Regions from separate parts of the Mus musculus genome. Here region 1 is linked to region 2. A link is a contact called in public Hi-C data. All regions are on one chromosome and are shown on one strand. The core of a region is the stretch at or near the end of the contact, and the rest is flanking DNA. Distances in the headings are between cores, read along the strand shown.

What was found. Hi-C and Micro-C count contacts between places; a contact is called where the count stands out from the background.
Region 1: a Hi-C map of forebrain shows a contact between it and region 2, with 2.4 times the contacts expected there. The contact joins two enhancer-like sites. A contact is called at or near these places in 1 of 15 datasets of contacts at CTCF or cohesin (pro-B cells), 13 of 484 Hi-C or Micro-C datasets (adipose-derived mesenchymal stem cells, bone marrow-derived macrophages, cerebellum and 9 more) and 1 of 115 datasets of contacts at active chromatin or transcription factors (astrocytes).

What each region holds. Positions count from the first base shown.
Region 1 is chr17:90,499,491-90,503,142 of GRCm38.p6, forward strand. All of the region lies in intron 17 of Nrxn1 (neurexin I), which reads right to left. It overlaps Gm32337 (a long non-coding RNA gene), which reads left to right. Exons shown (of 2, transcript XR_877116.3): 2 at 1-3,652. Among named protein-coding and RNA genes, the nearest start is that of Gm32337, 39 kb to the left of the region's middle. Within about 2 kb of position 1,746, at least 4 of the 459 cell types and tissues checked have an H3K27ac peak or open chromatin away from gene starts, as enhancers often do. A contact at or near this core is called in forebrain, where this site is marked.
Region 2 is chr17:89,295,997-89,299,626 of GRCm38.p6, forward strand. No RefSeq gene overlaps it. Among named protein-coding and RNA genes, the nearest start is that of 4933400B14Rik, 22 kb to the right of the region's middle. Within about 2 kb of position 1,810, at least 10 of the 459 cell types and tissues checked have an H3K27ac peak or open chromatin away from gene starts, as enhancers often do. A contact at or near this core is called in forebrain, where this site is marked.

The sequences.
Region 1 (3,652 bases), core at 496-2,995, 1.2 Mb after region 2:
AAAGTCCTGTAATTCTCTCTTCCTCTTTACCACTTCCCTCCTCCAGAAGCTGCTGAGAATTTTCTTGCTTATCCTCTTGTTTTTCTCTCAATAAAATGGCCCTTGAGCTTCTAAGCCAACTCGAAATTATTTTATTAATGAGATTGTCCTAGTTAGGGTTTCCATTGCTGAGAAGAGACACCAAGACCAAGGCGTCTCTTATAAGGGGCATCATTTAATTGGGGCTGGCTTATAGGTTCAGAGGATTATTCTATTATCACCATGGCAGGAAGCATAGCAGCATCCAGGCAGGTACAATGCTGGAGACGGAGCAAGAGGTCTGATCTTGATCTGAAGGCAGTCAGGAGAAGACTGTCTTCAGTGCAGCTAGGAAGAGGGTCTCAAAGTGACACACTTCTTCCAACAAGGCCACACCTGCTCTAACAACGCTACAACCTCCTAATAGTGGCACTCCCTGGGCCAAGCATGTACAACCCACCACAGAGACCAAGAAACCCAAAGAGAACCTCAGATCCAGCAGTAACTACGAAACTGCTAAACCTTTCAGGTTCCTTTTCAGAACTTTGATGTGCGTTTTGTGTATGCGTGAGTATTTGGAGTGGAGGTACACGTGCCTGTGGATTGGGGTGTGTGTATGTGTGTGTGTATGTGTGTGTGTGTGTGTGTGTGTGTGTGTGTGTGTGTGTGTGTGTGTGTGTATAGGCCACAGGAAGACATTGGGACATTGATGTTCTGTTCTGTCACTGCCCACTTTATTTCTCTGAGATAGATTCTCTCACTGAACCTGGAGTTCATGGTCTTCTTTGTATGTTTGTGGGTTTGATTGTTTGTTTGTGTTTTGCTAGGATGGCTGGCAGCGATCCATCCTATCTTCCTATCTTTGCCTGCTAGGTATTTTTCTATGGATATTGGAGATCCATTCTCAGGTCTAGGACCAGGATACTGGACAGTCCTTTCATGTTGAAATCATCTTGGAGGAGCACAAAGCCTGGGACTGGTATTTTCTTTTCTTACAAAGAGAAATGTCTCATTTAACAACTTAGGCTAGACCATGGTGAATTTCCTAATGTACTTTGTTATGTTATCAAATGAAAAGCAGTCCAGCCTTTGCCCTTCTCCTGCCTTAGGTTGGTTACCTCCATCCCAGGTTACTTCTCTTACCTTGCTGACCTAACCGTGAGGGAAGTTTTCGGAAAGCAGGCAGGTTTGGCAGATGAGGAAGCTCAATTTGCAATTGCCTTGAAGAGCGGCTGTTCTTCACTGTGGATGCGTGGATGTGACAATAAGGGGAGGCACACTGTTTATCTTTGCAAAATATGAGTCTGTGGCAGAGAAAAGAAGGCTTGTCCCATAGGTGCCAAGGAATCAAAGCCACACTGCCTTTATGTCTTTGATGTATTTCATTAATGTAATACATTCATTAATTAAAAAGAATACTTAGGGAAGTTTTTTTTAATGTGAGATGCATTTGCCGTATCAGCCATATTCCTCTTTCTCCAATGCTTCTTTTCTTCACATTAAAAACAATGAATGAAACCAAACAAACCTTTACCTAAATAATGATGCTAGTCACAAAGTATATTTCCAATAATGAATATCAGCTGTCAATCTAATAAATGTGAATAAGGACTTACTAAAATATTAACAATAAACAAACAAACAAACAGACAGACATGATTAGGAGGTAATGTCACTTTGGATTCTTAGGTAACAGGCTGAGCTGATTTTCCAGTACCTTAATGCCCCCTGCTGGCAATTCTTGGAAGTGGCATATTCTAGGCAGAAATATAAAAGGGAGCCAGCCATCTCTTTAAAAGTCTTAGAGAAAGGATTAAGAGATAAAGATTAAAGATAAAGATTGTGTTTTGCCTGGGTTTATTTTCTTGACTGTAACTATCAGTAGAGGAAGTATGTGAGGACTGTGCTATGTGTAAGGAATCCTCACTTCATTGCAAGGGGGATGGTCCTAGTGGTGAAAACAGGGCTTGACTGGAGAGTGTTAGCTATTGATTCCGTTCATTCTGCTAACCTAGCTCTGCGCAGCCTCCAGTGAACGTCAGTCCTATGTTCTTCGTGCAGACACATTTTTATGCATCAAGTGTAAGGAAAGAGGATATATATTTGTCGAAGGTGCTATGCCAGTATCGCACCATTTTCTCTAAGTACTACAGCCAAGGAGGGAGCTATTAGAAAAAAATATATGTAGAGAAAGGGTTTGTATAGTGTTTTCCCTTGCTGAATCACAAGCATTCAAAGAAGACACAATTTCTAACTACATATCTTGGTATCTATGGTGATTGAGAGTTTTGCTGGTTATAGTAGCCTGGGCTGTCGTTTGTGTTCTCTTAGGGTCTGTATGACATCTGCCCAGGATTGTCTATTCTTTCTTTGCATAACTGTATTTGCAACTTTAGGGCATTAATAAGTAAAGGCTACTTAATTTCTCAATAATCAATCTGATAAAAAAAAATATCGAATACTGACAGGAGTCTAATGGTCATCACATAGGACAACACATCCCAGGAGAACACAGGATTTTATGACATTTCTGAAGGTAATTCAGACAGGGTGGAATGTGAAGTTTAAGAATTATTTACTTCTAGGAATTTCCACTTAATTTTTTACAGTGTAATTGGTGACAGATGAGTAATTCTCCAGAAAAGTCAAACCTTAGACAGGGATACTAGCAAATATCCTCAAATTGGTCTCTACTGAGTAGAGATATAAGGGGATAAACCTACAGGAGACAGGGGCACTTGATGGCTCTGGGGACTTTAGTCCTCCGGTCTCCAGCTTTTTGTTAGACTTTAAGGAGCAACAGCTGTATCACTTGAACCCTTTTGTACTAAGTAAGGAGTCCAGAATTTCCTTCTAAGATGTAGACTCCTCATTTTCCCACCAGTCCATGTACTTATTTTTCATGTATATTACTGCATACATTTATTCACTGGTGAGAACTGCTATTCTTATACAGCACCTCAGACAAGGCACCACTCAACACTTGATAAACACACATGAAAGAGGTTTTTCTAGTGGGTTTTATTTTCTCACTGTATTTACAGCTACAGTACTTGAAAAGATGAGATTGGTAACTGGGGAAACAGGTCAGGGATGAAGTACACTGGCTGTTCTTCCAGAGGACCAGTATTCAATTCCTAGCACCTATGTGGGGGCTCACAGCTATCAGTAATTCCAATCTCAGGTGATCTGTTGCCCTCTTCCGGCTTATAGGAGCACTGCATGCACATGATGCATTGACACCCATGAATATACCTATGAAAAGCTAAATAAATAGATAATTTAAGAATTATATTTTTAAAAGGAAAAACAGAGAAATGGCAAACTGGGAAACGAACCTGTGGCTAACAATAATTAATTGTCATGATCCACACTTAAAACTACAATAATAAAATTAATTTTTCTACGTATACTATACTACTTCAAATATTTTATAACATTTTGCCACCAATTATAAGACAGTCCTATGTATTTATATGTGTACTTAGTATCTATATTGAAATAACTATACAATTCAAAGTCCAGTAGGTTTTTGAAAAATATAATATGGCTGTAAATTCCTTAAATATATAATCTAACTTGGCATGGTAGTACATGCCTGTAACACTTGTACTTCAGAGGTAGATAGTCCGGA
Region 2 (3,630 bases), core at 560-3,059:
AAATATTGCAGAAAAGGGGAGCAGAGTGACTATAAGAGCCAGAATACAAGGAACTCCGCTGTGAAAGTCCCGTAGAAATGGCTACCTAAACAGAACAGGAACAATGCAATATCATTAGACAGGTTAACATGAAAGGTGGAAAATTTTGATGGTGTCTCATTCCTAGATAAAGGACTAAAGACAACTAGTGATTGGTGAGAAAATGAGAACTAGCCTTTCCCAAGGATAAGCCCTGAATTGGTCACCCAACACAGAATGGTCAGCTTTGAAACCACACACAAGCACACATACACAAACACCCCATAAACAGGGTTAGCAGGTTACATATATCTGTATACCATACAGGCATATATATATATATATATATGCATGTAACAAATATAGCAAAGGAAAGGGTTCAGCAACTTGAGCATGGGAGCATCAGAGGAAGGATTTGAGAGAGGGTAACAGGAGTTACTGTGCAGTATTATTAGTGGATACATGTATACCATATGTAGTACATGCATGAGAGCAATTAACATTTTGTCCTCAAAACTTCTACTTTTAAGTTCTGTAAACCTTTGAACTTTCTACTACTATTTTGGATTTTGTATATTACATTGGTTTATCCTGATAATAAAAGGTTTTGAACTTACCTTAATTATCTGTATAAAACCCAATTACTTCTATGACATGTGTAGATCCAACTGGGACCAAGTCACCATTATCATTTTCTGGGAAATCATGCATTGGCTCTTATAGTTCTGAATGACTGGAGTGTTAGTTCTGCACTTAAGAGCACTGGCTGCTCTTCTAGAGAATTTGGAGTTGATTCCTAGCACACACACTCGGTGAGTCACTTTTTTTCAGTGTTTATTTTCTTATCCCCTTAGAATAGAAGGTGAATGAGCAGAGGTCCTATTGTTTTATAGTCTCCATAAAAATTTGTTAAAGAAATGAATGTAGTAAAGATGACTTATTCTCTCCACCTGCAGAAAATTCCCACATGAAGTATATATGGGTATATTCAGGGTCAACTAAGTTGGAATATGTGTGATGGTGTACAATAGTACATATGAAGGCATGTAGAAGTGTCTACATATATACACCAGGGGCTCACTCCGTTTTTGTATGCTCGGTAACAAGTATACTGTAAAACCTACTTTCTCTACCCCCGTGCTTAAGTCTAGTGTCATTGCCAGTAGTCTATTCTTGTCTCTGATGGTTTGTATGGCTGTCATCAATATTTGCCAGTTTTATTTTATTGTCTTCCTTTGAAGAGGAAGGTTAAGGGGGTATCTTCCTCAGCACTTCCAGCAATGCTCCATGAATCATATTCTAGTAGTGGCAACATTTTATCTGAGATGTCTCCCTGCCTTTCCCCATGACATCTACATGAATTCTTTTAATCATGTTCTCATTACCCTCTAATTATGTAAAATTTTTATATTAAGTATAATTTCTTCTGGTAGCCACAGGGTGGCATTCATGTTCTTTGCTATCTTTTTAATGACTGATGGATTACAAGGTCACTTTGAGTGGATAAATAGCCTAAAGATTCTTTCCTGGAAGGTCCTCTGCCTGATTTTCACATTAACACTTGTAAATTGCAGAGCTTACTATGCTATCCCACCTGCACCTCATTTTGCTTCCAGCATCTTCAGCCTCTTCCTGCAGGAATTCAAGATGACTCTATCAGGTGGTCTTGGTTTAATATTCAACTCAGTCAAAAAGGATGTAATGAAAGCCGGCAGCTGACACTGCCTTGCCATTCATTTCAACTCAGCCGTCACTGGAAAGCTTGCCAGCAGCCGTTAGCACAGGGCTCTGAATGCTTGCTGGCAAACGGTAAGCTGAATAACAAGTAGGGTCACTCACTTCAATAGGCTTGTGCCAGGGTAGGTGGATTCTCCAGACTAGTCCTTGAGGCAGTCAAAACATCTATTTAATATTTAAACACCACTTTGATTATTGAACACACACACATACACAGAGGAGGATGTATTTATATGAGAAAGTTCAGCTCTGCTGAAAAACCTGTTTGGTGTAGCATTTATTTCTTCTGCTCTTGAGATGGATGTACAACTCACTCATCATTCATTCATCATTCATTCATTCATTTATTCACTCATTCATTCATTCTTTCTGGCAATTTAATGATCATTCATTTCACTTATAACAGGCTTCTACATTACTAAACAGTTTACAACATTTTTTTCAAGTATTGTTTTCTCATTTTCTCCATGAAGAAAGTGAAACAAGATATGACAATATTAATAATTGTTTGAAAGCAACACAAAGAGTAAACCATAGAGGCAGAACAGACATGGAGGACTTTAAAGTCATCTGATTTCTGTGTTAACATCTTATGCTGGACACTGGCTGGAACAAGCAGGACCTACTTCCAAGTGGTCCACAGATGAAAGGAGTCTATCTTCTTACTTGTCCCTGTGGGATAACTGTACCTGGTCCCATGCTGGCCTTGCAAGATCCACCTGCTTCTCCTCTAGCCTACCCTAGCCTGCCGGGAATCATCTCACTCAACGTTTCCTTTCAATTTTTTTTTCTCTGAAAATAGAATTTCATAAAAATCCTAAACTATATTGTTACCTTTCACTGACCCTTTATAATCCATTTACCAACAACTTACTTTGCCATTCTAGGTAGAATGCCTTACGGACTCTGAAGTTTCTGATTACTTGTAAATAATGACAATCCCTGTTCTCATTAAATGACAAATATAAACTCAGTATGGAAACCTGGATGCCTATCGCAGTATCTTAAAGACTTCACTCTTGAGTTAGTGGAAATATTCCACTTCATTGAAACTTCCTGAACTCAAGGACAAAGAGTTTAACTAGATGCCCCTTACTTGCATGCTCTTCTGTTGTTCTACTCTTTAGATGTTGTTGCTGGCTTTTGTAGGGCTGTGTTGCATGGAAAGGGAGGGAGAGTGTGGAGCTCAAGTGGTCTAACTGCTCCAGGAGACAGTTTACTCTCAGTCTGAAAGATAGAGACTGCCAAATCCCTCATGGTGCTTTGAAGGTGGTTAATGCTCCATAGCTAGGCACTCCGACCATAATGCTTTTATAATCTCACACCTGACCCCACCAATCTTTTTCTGTGGTTTGTTTTATTTTTGACAGAGTATTCCATGTCGATCCTCTATTGGGATGCCATTGTGCCTAGCAGCAGATCTTTTGAACTGGGATTATTTTAATTACATGAGATTTGTGTATCTTGGATCATCTCTGTTGGGAGAGGAGTGCTCTCATCCTTGATACCATCAGATATCTGAGCCTCTCAATTTATGTTTTAGATCTAGTCAGCTCAGTTTTTTTCCCTAACTACAAATGTTTCTTGATTTTTCACACTAGCCTCATAAATCCCTTCTCTAATCAAGAGGTTACTTCTTACCTTCTTAAAAGTCTACTGTGCTTTTTATTCTTTAAATTCTTTAGCACATTTGGTTTTTCTGTGGTCTATTTGTCAAATTGTTCCTTTGAAACTCCTATGGAAAATCTGCTTCTTTGCCAATCATCTTTTGTGTTTCCTAGTTATTGACTGATCCTCAGATATAAATCCTATCACACACAGTTTTAAAAGATCAGTAATATTTTAGCTTCAGAATGTACTTGATGAAGTACTTCA